4 separate regions of the Mus musculus genome follow, and regions 1, 2 and 3 are each linked to region 4. Evidence: chromatin contacts called from public ChIA-PET, Hi-C and promoter capture Hi-C data. All regions are on one chromosome and are shown on one strand. The core of a region is the stretch at or near the end of the contact, and the rest is flanking DNA. Distances in the headings are between cores, read along the strand shown.

The links. A called contact is a pair of places that touch in the nucleus more often than the background predicts. ChIA-PET counts read pairs in DNA pulled down with a chosen protein or histone mark. Capture Hi-C pulls out chosen DNA fragments and counts their contacts.
Region 1: a Hi-C map of B cells shows a contact between it and region 4, with 13 read pairs. The contact joins the enhancer-like site here to the promoter of Map2k1 in region 4. A contact is called at or near these places in 2 of 39 promoter capture datasets (the C10 cell line and hippocampal neurons), 1 of 484 Hi-C or Micro-C datasets (B cells) and 3 of 115 datasets of contacts at active chromatin or transcription factors (embryonic forebrain, large pre-B cells and memory CD8 T cells).
Region 2: an RNA polymerase II ChIA-PET map of effector CD8 T cells shows a contact between it and region 4, with 10 read pairs. The contact joins the enhancer-like site here to the promoter of Map2k1 in region 4. A contact is called at or near these places in 5 of 39 promoter capture datasets (hematopoietic stem and progenitor cells, hippocampal neurons, liver and 1 more) and 6 of 115 datasets of contacts at active chromatin or transcription factors (the 230-238 cell line, astrocytes, effector CD8 T cells and 3 more).
Region 3: a promoter capture Hi-C map of adipose tissue shows a contact between it and region 4, with 3 times the contacts expected there. The contact joins the promoter of Ints14 here to the promoter of Map2k1 in region 4. A contact is called at or near these places in 9 of 39 promoter capture datasets (the 3T3-L1 cell line, the C10 cell line, cranial neural crest and 5 more), 1 of 15 datasets of contacts at CTCF or cohesin (embryonic stem cells), 2 of 484 Hi-C or Micro-C datasets (B cells and bone marrow-derived macrophages), 11 of 115 datasets of contacts at active chromatin or transcription factors (astrocytes, cardiomyocytes, embryonic basal ganglia and 8 more) and 2 of 9 other capture datasets (adipose tissue and liver).

What each region holds. Positions count from the first base shown.
Region 1 is chr9:64,787,460-64,790,827 of GRCm38.p6, reverse strand. No RefSeq gene overlaps it. Among named protein-coding and RNA genes, the nearest start is that of Gm36365, 18 kb to the right of the region's middle. Within about 2 kb of position 1,362, at least 140 of the 459 cell types and tissues checked have an H3K27ac peak or open chromatin away from gene starts, as enhancers often do. A contact at or near this core is called in B cells and memory CD8 T cells, where this site is marked.
Region 2 is chr9:64,912,480-64,916,194 of GRCm38.p6, reverse strand. It overlaps Dennd4a (DENN/MADD domain containing 4A), which reads right to left. Exons shown (of 35, transcript NM_001162917.1): 33 at 3,679-3,715; 34 at 3,455-3,519. Among named protein-coding and RNA genes, the nearest start is that of Gm39361, 19 kb to the left of the region's middle. Within about 2 kb of position 2,109, at least 40 of the 459 cell types and tissues checked have an H3K27ac peak or open chromatin away from gene starts, as enhancers often do. A contact at or near this core is called in effector CD8 T cells, hematopoietic stem and progenitor cells, liver and 1 more, where this site is marked.
Region 3 is chr9:64,959,048-64,962,333 of GRCm38.p6, reverse strand. It overlaps Ints14 (integrator complex subunit 14), which reads right to left and starts at 1,502. Exons shown (of 13, transcript NM_001077631.2): 1 at 1,396-1,502; 2 at 336-640.
Region 4 is chr9:64,251,449-64,255,080 of GRCm38.p6, reverse strand. It overlaps Map2k1 (mitogen-activated protein kinase kinase 1), which reads left to right and starts at 1,476. Exons shown (of 11, transcript NM_008927.4): 1 at 1,476-1,868. The coding sequence starts at 1,789.

The sequences.
Region 1 (3,368 bases), core at 113-2,612, 540 kb before region 4:
TTACAGATTACCCAAGTCCACAGCAGGAGAGAGTCCGAGAATAGGCACCGAGCTCCAGCCGGCCTCCTTAGTTCATGTTTTCCCCACACTACTCAAGGCAATATTCTTTTTTTTTTTCAAAGATTTATTTACTTATTATATGTAAGTACACTGTAGTTGTCTTCAGACACCCCAGAAGAGGGAGTCAGATCTCATTACGGATGTTTGTGAGCCACCATGTGGTTGCTGGGATTTGAACTCAGGACCTTTGGAAGAGCAGTCAGTGCCCTTACCCGCTGAGCCATCTCTCCTCAAGGCAATATTCTTATCACCACTATACTTTCTTTAAAATAATAGACTGTATATTGTCCATTAAGCAATTGCTTTAACAAACACTTCCTGGATACCTAATGCCTGAAAACATGATTGGACAGGTCTGCAGGCCTAATTTGATATGATTATAATTTTTTTTCAAGTTAGGAACAGGTATAATATAATATGGGGCTAAGAGTAACTCTCCTTCCCTTGCTTGAATTTCACTGAATTTGTTTCCATATAAAAGCTACAAATAACAGAATTAAACCACAAATAACAGGTGTCTGCACTGTTTTTTTACATGACAGAAACATCAAGTCTTAGCGGTCACTATATGTGTGGTTTGTCCACAAATGCTCTTAGATTTGAGCAAGGATGGCAGGATGACGGGAGATCTTAAACGTTCCCTCTTGATCTGATGTTTGGCCTTGTCGGGCATCGATGGGAGGGGAGGGCCTTGGTCCTGAAGGCTTGATGCCCTAGTGTAGGGAAATGCTAGGGTAGTGGGGCAGGAGGGAGTGGGTGGGGGGAATGTTGGGGGCGGGGGAGAGCACCCTCGAGGAGGCGGGGGCTGGGGTGGGATGGGGGACTTTCAGAGTGGAAACCCGGAAAGGGGCTAACGTTTGAAAAGTAGATAAATAAAATAACCAATAAAAAATAAAGAAATCAAACAAACAAACAAACAAACACACCTTTGGCCAGTGAGATAGCTCAGTGAGTAAAGATACTCACTGCCTAGCCTGAGAACCTGAGCTGCATCCTGAAACCCACATAAAGGAAGGAAATAACGGACTCCTGAAAAGCTATCCTCTGAGTGCCGTCCCTGTCTCCCCACCCCACATCCCACACACATACACGCTGTGAAACCCATCATAAACGCACAAAAATACATAAATGCAATGAAATTTTCTTAAAAAAAAAAAAACAACTTGGTAACACTTTAGCACAAGACTCACTTCCCTTTTGCTTATCAACCACCAAAAGACGTTTCCCCTTCGTGCTTGTTATGTTTTAACGTAACTATGGAAACGTAGCTCTTTCCATCCGACTGACGTGTTATTCTGTTTCCATGTAGTCATCTTCTGAGAAATATTTTAAACACTGTGGTCACTAGTCGGTCTTTGGGTTGCTTTGGTATAACCACGTGAACCTATTGGCATTTTAGCACGTTAATGTCTTTCATCAGGAGCTAGTTCAGTTTTGGTACCATGGGCTCTCTCTAATTCAATCACTTTTGTCCCATTTAAAGCTTTGGTAGCAGAAAGAAAAATGTAATTATCATTCAAACAGGATAGGACATCAGATTTATAATTTACATGTATTTATTTATAAACTTACATTTCTATATATTGTCATATATGTCAAGTTGAGTTTTGAGAGTTCTGTTCCTGGCATATGGCAGGCTGGAAATTCATACTGTACCTCCCACTAGCAACAATCAAGAAGATTAAATTTAAAAAAAAAATCCTAGGGACTCGGAGAGAATGTTCAGTGGTTAGCCAATTAGAAATTGCTTATTTTCGTGTGTGTGTGTGTGTGTGTGTGTGTGTGTGTGTGTGCACATCCACTTGTGTGAATTCTTGTGTAATGAGTGCATGGAGCAGCTTGAAGAGGGCAGGAGAAGGCATTGGGTCCCCTGGAACTGAACATTCAGGAATTGATGAGCAGGCTCATGGTTGCTGGGAATTCAGAATCCAAGTTCTCCACAAGAGCAGCCATTGCTCTTAACCTCTGAGCCATCTCTCCTGCCACATTAAAGAAAAATTCACACATTTATTTTATTTATGTATTTGTTTGTGTGGGTGGGTGGGCGGGCGAGCGCTTATACATCTTTGGATGTCTGCGGAAGCCAGAAGAAGACATTGAGTCCCCTGTAGCTGAAGCTATAAGCAGGTGTAAGCTTCCCGACACAGATGCAGGGCTCTAAACTCAAGCCCTCTGGAAAAGCAGCAAACTCTTAATTGTTGAGTCATCTCTCCAGCCCCCTTAATTCTTTTTTTAAATTAAATGTATTCCTTGATAATTTCATCATGTATATAATGCATACTGATTCTGCTCGCCCTCTATCCTCTCATGTGTGCGCCCCTTCCCACTCCATCAACCTGCTTTCCTCAGGCCCCTCCAGTTTGCATGCTATGGCATGCTCTCTCATGTAGCTATCTGTGCAACCTGGCTTCTTTGCTGGACTGGAAGTACAGGAACATAGAAGCCGCAAGGGTCTGTTTTATTTCTGTCATCTTCCATAATACCTGGCAAAACACGTGAACGCTTATTTGCGCTCGGCAAACGTCTGCTGAATCTGAAAATAGGGCATAGGAATGCTTTTCTTGCTCATGACAGAAGGCTTCTTGGATGATAGCTTGGGGCCATTTCCAGCTTTTATATGGATGATTGTAGAGCTCTGGTGAGGAATGCTGGATATAATAAGTGGGGGGAAACTACTCAGGCTATTTAGCCACTAACAGAGAGAGAGGGAAAAAAGAATACCTGGAGAGATCAGAGCCCATTTAGAAGCAGAGATGAGGAGAAAAACTGGTGGTGCGAGAGCAGAAGGAGCTGGCCAGGAGCACACATGTTATTTGAGTCTAGTGATGAGGAAAAAGTTCTTTTCTTAAACTGCTTTTATAAAAGACCACACATCCCATGTACAGCTGGTGTATTTTGAACCTGATTTTGAGAGACTCCCTGAGGACATGAATCAGAAGGTGAGCTGGCTTTTTAAAAGTACAGTTAACCACCCCCCAAGCACAACATTGAGTAGAAGAAGACAGATGAAGAATATTACATGCTGCCTGATGCTGCTAGAATGGAGTTCAAAACCAAGCAAAACTAATTTGTGGTTTTAGATGTCAAATGGAGTTAGCCTTGGAAGGTGCTGATCCACAACCAGGATAGAGCGCCTTAGGGAATATTCGATATTTAGATCTGAATGGTGGAGACTGAAGATTGGTGCACTTTACCATACAAAAGTTATATTGCAATTATTTTAAAAAGCAAAAATGGCCAGGCAGCAGTGATGCATGCCCTTAATCCTAGCACTTGATAGGCAGAGGTAGGCAGATCTCTGAATTTGA
Region 2 (3,715 bases), core at 860-3,359, 660 kb before region 4:
GGCTTGTAACTCATAGCATCTCAGCCTTCTGAGAACTAGGACTGTAGGCATGTGTTATCACGCACAGCCATGTATCTTCAGATATCATCCTGAAGCGACTTCTCCTTCTTTCTCATAGGAAACAGGTAGCGTTCCTATGAAAAGACTGTGGCTTTATAACCATTACCGTTGCTCTATTGTTTTGGCAGCACTGGAGGTTGACCCTAAGGACCTTGTACATGATAAGCAAATTCTGTGACACTTAGCCACACCCCTAGCCCTTCTTAAACTTTTCATTCTGTTACAGTTTTATTCTTCATTTCCCAGACTAACTTGAAGTGACTTTGAAGACAAGGCAGGTCTTGAATTTGCAATCCTCCTGCCTGAGCCTCCTGGGTGACTGGGATTATAGGCCTGTACCACAGGTCCAGCTCACTTTAAACAACCCCTGGAGATATAAACGAGCTATGAGTTATGCCTGGACTTTACTCAGGTCTCATAATTCTGCGGTGGGTAGATGAAGACATCCATATTGCCTTATGAAATGTGCCACAGTGGTGCCCAGTGGTGACTCGTGTAGAGTGACAGCCAACAACACAATCAAGTACAGTCTTCTTTGGACATTTAATGAATGCCCCTGGGCAGAGGGCAAGAGTAAAGTCTGCATATATTCTGGGGTTCCACTGGGTAGAACATAAAGGGATGGTAAGTGCAAGCTGAGTGCTGTTTCTCGGTACCCTTTCTGTCTCATTAGTTAAAAAGCCTTGCTCAAAGGACACAGTCTTCATTTCCCCAGGTTCTAGTGTCCTCCCCGTGGCTTCAGTGACTGAAACTCATGTAAAACTCTGCCTTTCCCAGCTGGTTTTACTAGGTACTTTCTTTCCCCACAGATGTCCATGTCTCTTTCTAGACTCTATTCAGTCCTTCCAACTTTTCTAGCTCTTGTTTGCACTGTCCATTCCATAGTAATATGGGCTTCTACAGGGGAAAGCCAACTAATGAATACTTCCTTAAATATTTTATGACTCTTCTTTTTTGGTCAGAAAAGTTATGTAAATTTGAAATATACTTTCCATATGTACAATTCACCAGTGTGTAACTCAGTCAAACTGAGCGTGGCTGTTTTTCTTTGTTTTGCTTTTTATATATTCACAAGATTGAACAGGCATCCCCACTCTCTAATTCCAGAGTATTTCATCATATGAAAACCCTTCAAAAGCAGTTGGCAGCAATTTTCCATTCTTTCCCTTATCCTAGGCACTAGAAATCGCAGATCTATTTTCTATCTGGATACTTCACACACTTTCAAGCATACACATGTGACTTCCTGTGTGGTTCCTTTTGCTAAGTATACCCAAGACCGTATGTGCTGCGTGTTGAAGCACTCACTGTATTTTCATTGTTTTCTTTTGGCAGTTTTCACTTTCAGATTCAGATCCAATCTAGGCTGGTCATGATTAAACGTGTGACCCTCTGGCCTCAGCCTCCCATGTGTTAGCACATCTACTTCTCCATCTCTACTTGGACTTTCCCCCATTTTGGTTTCTGGGACTGTCACAAATGTTTTGTGCAGAAGCCTGAGTGCATGCAGTAACCCTGGGCATCTGTGTAGATGTACATCTCTGTACAATCATTTTTTAAATTAAATATTAAAAAAATTTGTCAAATTTCTTAGTTTTAAGTTTCCAGTGTTTCAAATTATTAAAATAAAAAGCAAATATTCCAGAAGCAGGCAGATTTCTGAGTTTGAGGCCAGCCTGGTCTACAAAGTGAGTTCCAGGACAGCCAGGGCTACACAGAGAAACCCTGTCTCGAAAAACCAAAAAAAAAAAAAAAAAAAAAAAAAGCAAATATTCACAGCATTCTGCTCCAAGTTTTCTGCTTATAATATGAAACACTTATTTTTAATTGTAAGGGTAGGTCAGGACATAAAATATTTGTTTACAAACAAAACTATGGACTCAGCCCAGGTGTTTCCTCTAGCCTTCTCCATCACTTGGCTCTTGATTTTCAATGTTTATATTTCTATTGGAACTCATCCAAAGTTTCTCAACTTTATTTCAACTCGGTGACTAGCAAGGTCCATAGTCCAGTGTTCCCTGATTGTAGCTTTGTCTTTTGAAGGTATTGATTGTATTTTGAAGGGTGAGAGGCTAGAAAGACAGTTCAGTTATTAAATATGCCTGCTGCTCATTCAGATTCCAGAACCCATGTGCGATGGCTCACATAAAGATTTATTTTATTTTTATTTTTGAGTATGTGTGGTGTGACTGTATGGTATGATTGTATCTGTGTGCATGTGTGTGGGAGAGCATGGGGGTCAGAAGAGGGCACTGACCCCCTGGAGCTAGAGTTACATGTGGTTGTGTGTTGCTTGACATGGGTGATGGGAACTGAACACTGGTCCTCTGGGACGACAGCAGTGCTCGTCACTGCTGAGCCATCTCACCAGCTGTATTTACTTAGCACAGACTTTTAAAGGCTGATTATTGTTGCTGTTGTTGTTGGGTGTATGTATGTGTGTGTGTGTTATGATGTGCACATGTAGAGGCAGAAGGTATCTTTTGGGAGTCAGTTCTCTCTTTCACCATGGGCCCCAGGGATAGAAGTCAGGCCATCATGCGTGGCATGGCGAGTGCTTTTACCCACTGGGCACCATGCCAGCTCTTATGCTTAGGTCACAGAACAACTTGCAGGCCTTGGTTCTCTCCTTCTACCATTGATTTCTAGGGCTCAAACTTAGGTCATCAGGCATGGTGCCCACATGCCTTTAATCACTGGGATCTCTAACCAGCCCTAATAGCAGAAGCTTTTAAGTCTGAGGCCTTAAAACAACTTGCCCATTGCCATCTTCTGTATGAGTCCATTACTTTCTTCTAACTAAATAAGTCTGTTCTTAAAGTGTTAATTTAAAATACTACACTCAACTGTCAGGGAGTGGTGGTATAAACCTTTAATCTCAGCACCTGGGAGCCTGAGGCAGGCAGATCTCTGAGTTTAAGGCCAGACTGGTCTACTTAGTTCTAAGACAGCCAAGGCTGCAGAGAAACTGTTTCAAAAAACAAACAAACAAACAAACAACAACTGCAACAACAATCTCACGGCATACTCGACGCATGGTCTGATTGAGCAACCAGTTATAGCACACATGCCCACTACACACTAGCATGCACACAGATCCACTACACACTAGCATGCACACGGGCCCACTACACATTAGCATGACTCTGCTGCCATGCACTTGCGCTCACGTGTACAAATCTACATACAGATAAACACATACACATCATTTAAAAAATAATACATCTTAAAGAGTTGCTAAAAAAGATTAATTTTTCTAATAAGTTAATGCAAAGATATAATAATTAAGACCACCACTGAAAACCCTTTAAAATCTACAATATGCTGTATAGTGTGTTTTGTACAGTTTTTATAGTTAGTACAGTAAACTATGTTATTTATGACATTGAGTTACCTATATCAATGTTTTCTCTTCCCAGTGCCACAAGTGAGAGAAATAATATTTCTCTATATAAACTCCTGTGGGCAAAAAGACATGGAGAAAAAATTAGAATCCTTAGAGCTTTTATGTTCTCTACAAAGCCTTTATGTTACATAAGCGTAGAGTAGTCTAAAAACCATAAAGCCCACAGGATGCTTCTCATGGGCTATAACCCATCATCTGAGGGGCAGACTCACCGCTGTCTTTTAAAATGCGGACACTTATTCAGAGTCT
Region 3 (3,286 bases), core at 253-2,752, 710 kb before region 4:
CCCTGTCCCGAAAAACCAAAAAAAAAATAAAAAAATAATAAAATTTTAAAAAGACTTTGCTTCCTAATGTCTACTCAGGTTTACATCTGGCACACAGCAGGTGCTCATCAAAATCTCAACATAACCAATGAACTACCCCTAATACAACATACATTAATTCATTAGGAAAATACATTGTAAATTTTAACTCTGTACACAAAAATACACTTTCTTATTTAAGCAGAGCCACCAGGGAGTCCTGCACTTCTGCTCAGGTGCAGTTTATCCAGCTCTTGTGGGTCACATTTATGCACGGAAGCCTTTATGGTTTTTAAAGCTGATGATCACGCCCTCACCTCTTAAGAGATTGAGAAACAGTTTTCTGGATCAAGTACCAACAAGCACTTCCAGTCCATGAAATTGCTGCTAGCACTGCAATGGGTGACCGCAGCTGTCAGTCTGGCCTTCTCTGAAGACACCTGAGAAGCTGGCTCTTTCTCCTGACTGATGCATTTGTGTCAGGGCCCGAGTGCACTTCCTCAGCCGTGGCCGACTTGTGGCAATCCAATTTTGTTTTTGGGTTGTAAGCACTGGGATAAACGAAAGAATGGAACGTCCCTGAAGGCTGTTTCACTCAAGCAGTCTGGGCTTAGCCACAAAACTGAAAAATAAAAGATCTCTCATTAGTAGATAACACGATGTATTTCTCACTTGGGCTGACTCTGATCAAATTTCCCCACACCGCCCTCAGCCTTTCCAATTGGTACCATTTTACAATGTTTCAGATAACCAAGGGTTTTCTTTCTCCTGGACAGTCTACTCCTGATGATACATCCTCGCCACATGACTGCTCTAAAAGCCATCAATTACATTTATAGTTCTACTCTGAAGGGGATCATTAGCCCATTCATAGCAATTTGACGCTCAGGAATCTCTCAAAGCTCCACTTCAGTTTCTAAGTGCATACACGTCGGCTTTTCTGTCGCTCTGGCTTGCCCTACGAATTCCTCTAAATTCTCAGATGATTAATATCTGAATGGGTAGCCTGAAGTGCAGCAGAGTTCACTTAAGACTGCAACTGAAGAATAGACCTTTACCTTTAAAACGAGCCCAAAACATTTGTTGTATGGAACTCTCGGGGAAAGAGGGGACGGAAGTCTCAGGGTCCAGGGACGGAAGACTCTCAGGGGAGGAAGAAACACGGCCCCAAGCGCGGAATCCTGCTGCTTACAAGACCCGGGCCACACAGAGGGCAGGCCTGTCGCAGGCCCTGGAGCCAGCGCCCCTGAGACCGCCACCCTACGCGGGCCTCAGAGAAGGTCCGCCGCCCGCCCTGTGTTGTTCCTTCCACTCCTTCCCCTGTAACCCCAACCGCCATCGAAACACAGCCCTCAACAGGCACATTCCCTGACTTACCCGGAGCCCATCTCCAGCCTCTGTCCGTCCGCTTAAACCTTCCGTCCGCGCGCCATAGCCGGAACTTAAGGGCCGTGCGACATAAGGGAACCCGGAGGCAGCGAATAGCGTGGGCTGGGCGGGGCTTCCAGCCCACGGGCGCTGGGTTGTGGCTCTCCCGGGACGCTAGGGGGTGCTCCTCCTCTGTCTCTTGCCCACGGAGCCCCAATTTCCTCCCAGGCTGAGCCCTGCGGGGGGTTTCTGGCCCTTCCCCCTTTGTCTTACCCCATTCTGGGTGCCTCCCTCCATTTATCTCTGCTTTGCCTTTTTATTAACCTGTAGACCCCTGGCCAGTGTCTAACATTTCTGTCATTGCTTTTCTTCTTCAGAATTCTCAGTCACACCGACAGAACAGTAGGATGCTCTTCCTACTCTTAAAAAACTGTAATCCCCGGCTGAGTGCTCAGACTGTAAGCACCTGGCTGCCCTGAGTCTAAGTTGCATTGAGATCTTAGTACCACGTTATTTCCCTACCCTGACTTTGAGACCGGCAGAAGCGTGACTCAGTTATTGCTTTTGTGCCTGAGATGTGCTGAAGGTTTTGCTTTTAGGATTCCATGTAAGGCTTTGAGGGTCCCTGCCTGCTTCTCTCCACCAGGTGTCCCTAGCATAGCATATGCCTCAGGGAGTTCCTGGGCGGGGATGAGAGGGTGAGGTGGGCAAAAGGTGACTTGCTAACCCTGTGGGCTGTAGGGGCCTGGAGAATGTCAGTTAGTAGTAGGCCTCAACGGATGCTAACAGAACGCTGGGTAGTTATGGTTCAAAGACCAATACTTCACAACAGCAATTACAAGTGAGAACACAGAGCTCCCTGTAAAGTCTTAGGCATATGGCTTTCTTTAAGCTTATGGGTTGCAAGCGGGATAAGGAAGGGAAACTCTTAGAACTGACTTACCACAACTTGCTCCGTGGGAAAGTGTTTGTTGTTCTTTAATGTTTCCTCTTTCTATTAGAGGTGGCAGAGAAAGCCAACACTAGACTCTGGGGAACCAATATCAAGGCCGCATGGCCTGTAGACTTAGCTTTTGTTTGCTGCAGGACATCTTTCTCCAACCAGGCTAGTTTCAATATTTCAAAAGACCTTGCTATGTTTGAACAGTTATGGGGCTCTAGGTAAGTAAGAATATATAGCCTGATTACTTAGCCGTAATGGGAGAGATCTGGCCAAGACTATGCAGACAGAGGAGTTATCTGTCTAGTTGCTCTATTGTGGTGATGATTCAGCCATGGATTGCTGTTCTAGGCCAGCTTAGATACATGGTCTGGTTTATGACCTTAAAGACTAAACTTAAGTTAATTAGTTTGCTCATTTTTAATGATCTGATAGGTGTTCAGATTTGTTGTCGTCGTCCTCGTTCTGCTGAACAGCTGGCTTTTCGGTGACGTAGAAAGGAATAAGTCTTTTTTTTTTTTTTTTTCTTTTTTGGTTTGGTTTTTTGAGACAGGATTTCTCTGTGTAGTCCTGGCTGTCCTGGAACTCACTTTGTAGACCAGGCTGGCCTCGAACTCAGAAATTTGCCTGCCTCTCCCTCCCGAGTGCTGGGATTAAAGGCGTGTGCCACCACGCCCAGCAAGTCATTTTGTTAAAACTGATGATAAAAGACAGAACCATCGAGAGGGGACCTCATGATTGGCTCCAAATCAGAAGTTTGTTCAATGACGATAAAGTCAGAACATCAATGACAAGAGACAGAGTAATTCAAAGGAGATGGCTTTCAAGCCTTAACTTTCCCATCCAAAGGATCCCGTGTCCACATGTTCCCACACGTACTTTAAAGGAAACCAATAAATAACATCGCTTTGTAATATCTCACCTCTTATTTCCTGACTTAAAATAGTGAACTGCTGTGAC
Region 4 (3,632 bases), core at 227-2,726:
CATGTGGCCCAGGTTAGGTCTGAAACTTGCTAGGTAGAGGAGGAACTTGCTAGGTAGCCTTCTGATCCTCCTGCCTCCGTTTGGTCAGTGCATGCCCCTCAATACCTATTTATGTCCTGGTGATTAAAAAAAAAAGATTTATCTGATTTATTATTATCATCATTTTAATTTTTCTTTTTTTTAAGATTATTCATTTATTATATGTAAGTACACTGTAGCTGTCTTCAGATACTCCAGAAGAGGGAGTCAGATCTCGTTACAGATGGTTATGAGCCACCATGTGGTTGCTGGGATTTGAACTCAGGACCTTTGGAAGAGCAGTCGGGTGCTCTTACCCACTGAGCCATCTCATCAGCCATTTTAGTTTTTCACGACAGGGTTTCTCTGTGTAGTCCTGGCTGTCTTGGAACTCACTCTGTAGACCAGGTTAGTCTCCAACTAGGGATTTCCACCTGTTTCTGCCTACCGAGTGCTGGGATTAAAAGTGTGTGCCTGACTTTATTTTTAATGATGTTTGTGTGTGTTTGGGTATGTACACAAGAGTACATGTACCCTCAGAGGCCAGAGGCATGGTATCCACTACAGCTGGAAGTTACAGGTGGTTGTGAGCTGCCCAAACACGAATGCAGGGAACCCAACTAGAGTCCTGTTAAAGCAAGAAACACCCTCAACTTCTGCGCTAGCTGTCCAGGCTACTCCAAACTTGACTTTGCCAAAAGGCTTAGAAAACGAAAAAGAGGATATGAGATTGGATACATTTAGGTCGGCTGACCCCATTAATTAGACTTCAATCTGCTCTCAAAATAGGCTTCACTAATTTACCACCTCTGCAGCACGGAGTTCTCAGCTGTGTACCTCCATTTTAGTAGAATTAAAATAGAAAAATCATGTCAGTTTAGTTTAAGGAGTCTCTTGACAAGTTTTCTTTTATTTTGAGACTGGGTCTCACAATGTATCCCTGGCTGTGTAGACCAAGCTGGCTTCGAATGCGTACACATCAGCCTGCCTCTGCCTCTTGTACTGGAATTAAAAATGTGCACTCCTGGCTTTTGTTCAATTTAGTTTGCTCTTACTCAATTCCGCTTGGCCTCAGGACACGAAAAGGGGTCCTTTTCTTATTTATTTTGTACTTTTGTCTGGGTCAAAATGACCCAGCCCAAGGGAGGAGAAGAGTTGAGATAAATAGGCCAAGCAGCCCCACTCAAAGGCAAGATGACCTGCGTGCAAGAACCTCGTACAGCAGCCACCTGGATACCGCTGGTCAGCAGAGGGCGCCCGGAAAGCCTCCCTTTAACTCCGCCCCAAGCCAATGCGCCGCGCCTCCCGTGACGTATTTCCGCGTCATCTGCCTCTGAGGCTAGTCCCCATTGGCTGTCGGCGAAGCGACGGGGGCGGAGTCAGGCGGGCGTGAGGGAAGCGCTGCAGCCCCCGTGGGGGCGGGGCCTGCTCGTTTCCCCGCCCCTCCCTCACCCTCCAGTCCCTCACTGGGACGTCTGTGCGCGGCGTCTCGGAGCGCCGGAGCAGCGGTGGCCGCACTTTCTCCAAGCTGGGGCTGTAGCTGAGCTGTGGGTAGTGCGCAGGGAGCCGTCCGAGCCCGAGGAACCGGTGTGCTGAGGCGAGAGTTCCCGGCCGGCGAGCGCGCGCAGCTGGTTCTCCGCGTGGGTTGGGCGGAGGGTCCCAGGAGCGCGGCGTTGATCGAGCCGCCCCGACTCTGGGCAGAGCCGAGGGAGGAAGCGAGAAGCGGCCGCGCGCTCCCTGCTGAGTTGCAGGCTCTTTCCCGGCTGCAAGATGCCCAAGAAGAAGCCGACGCCCATCCAGCTGAACCCGGCCCCCGATGGCTCGGCGGTTAACGGGACCAGCTCGGCCGAGTGAGTACCGGGAGTGGCCGGGAGGCCGCCACCGCCAGGCGAGGCTTCGTCACGTACGGCCCGGCTGGCGGGGGGCGAGGAACTCCGGCCGCCGGGCTATCAGTGACTAAGCACTGATTGGGTGCCTGACTCACATCGACCGTGCACCCTACAAGTCCCGATCCCCCTCTTTCCCAACAGTGTCTGTCGTCCCTGGCCACCGACATCAATCTTCGCCCAAGAAAACGAAACCTAATGCGTCCCCCCCTAGCTATTGCCTAAAGGGCATACTCTGGGATTCTGGCCTGTAACAAGACGCAGAGCAAATTCAGGTCGCTTCTCATTAACCTTTGAGACCTCCTCGGGGTCTGAGTGTGGACTTGGGATGGGTGAGCCCCATTTACTTTTGGTGCCTGACACCTGTGGGGCCTTGTGGCCGGTTGATCGCCTGGCCAGCGGGGGCGTGTGTTCACAGATTTCCCCATGGCTTTTCCCTGGTTCACTTTGGGGACTCCCTCATCCGTGGCCTTTTTCTTGAGAAGTACCTTGCTCGAGGGAGGAGTCTCTCTTCATCTGTCCGTTCATGCAACAGTTCATCCCCTCACCGGTTATTCTCCCAGCTTTGCTTAGTTGACCGGGAGCCGGAAATTGACTTGAGGCATAAGAACGATGACCAGGGAAACAAAGCCAAAGGTTGCTCGGTATCTGCAGGGGCCAGTGTTGCTTACAGACAGATAAGAGTTTATTTCATAAGGTGGGTTTCTGAGCCCACCTGTTGGGTTTCTTCTTCATCTTTCCCTGAGGTCAGGAGACTTGAGAGGTATCTGATAAAATGAAAGTAGCTTCAGGCATTCTGTCCTTTGGAGATTATTGTAACCCCCCTCCCTCCTTTCCCTAGATTTTAATAACTCAGGACCTGTTGGTATGGTTACTGTCATTGATACCTGCAGTAGTATCAATGGCAGGGCTGGTAGTGGTGGATTTGTGTGAGCATAGCCAGATTATTAAGACTTGCTTCAAACACATCTTTTCTTTAGGTCCTTGACATTGCCCTTGACGTTGGATTTGTAACATATGTCTTTGAGCAGCATAATTAGCATTTGTTCAGTGTGTATGTACAGCAGTTTACCCCCTGTAAAACAGACTGCAAGTCCCCCTCCCCTCTTTCAAGGTAAGGTATTCTTCAGCAACTCTTTTCAGGACAAATATTTTTGTGAGACAATGGAGTGGGATGGGTAGGGTCTATATGTGTAACCCAGACTGGCATAGAATTAGCACAAGCTTTTTTTTTTTTTTTAATCATATTATTTTTAAATTTTTTTATTATTTTATTTATTTACATTCCAGTTGTTGCCCCCTTCAGTCTCCCCTCCCACAGTTCCTCATCACATTCCTCCTCCTCGCCTCTGAGAGTGCCCCCCCTTCCCTGGAACCTTAAGTCTCTTTCCAGGATTAAGCTCATTCTCTCCTCCTGAGACCAGACCAGGCAGTTCTCTGTTATATATGTGCCAGGGACCTCGGACCAGCCGGTGTATGCTCCTGGTTGGTGGCTCGGTGTTCGGGTGCTCCCTGGGGTCTGGGTTAGTTGAGACTGCAGGTCTTCCTATGGGGTTGCTCTCCCCTTCAGCTTCTTTAATTTTTTGCCTAATTCAACCATAAGGGTTCCCGACTTCAGTCCAATGGTTGGGTGTAAATTATATTATTTTTAATGATACATGTGTATGTTTGTCTGCATGGGTATGTGCACATGAGTGAGGTGCCCTTGGAGGCCAGAGCTATCAAGAT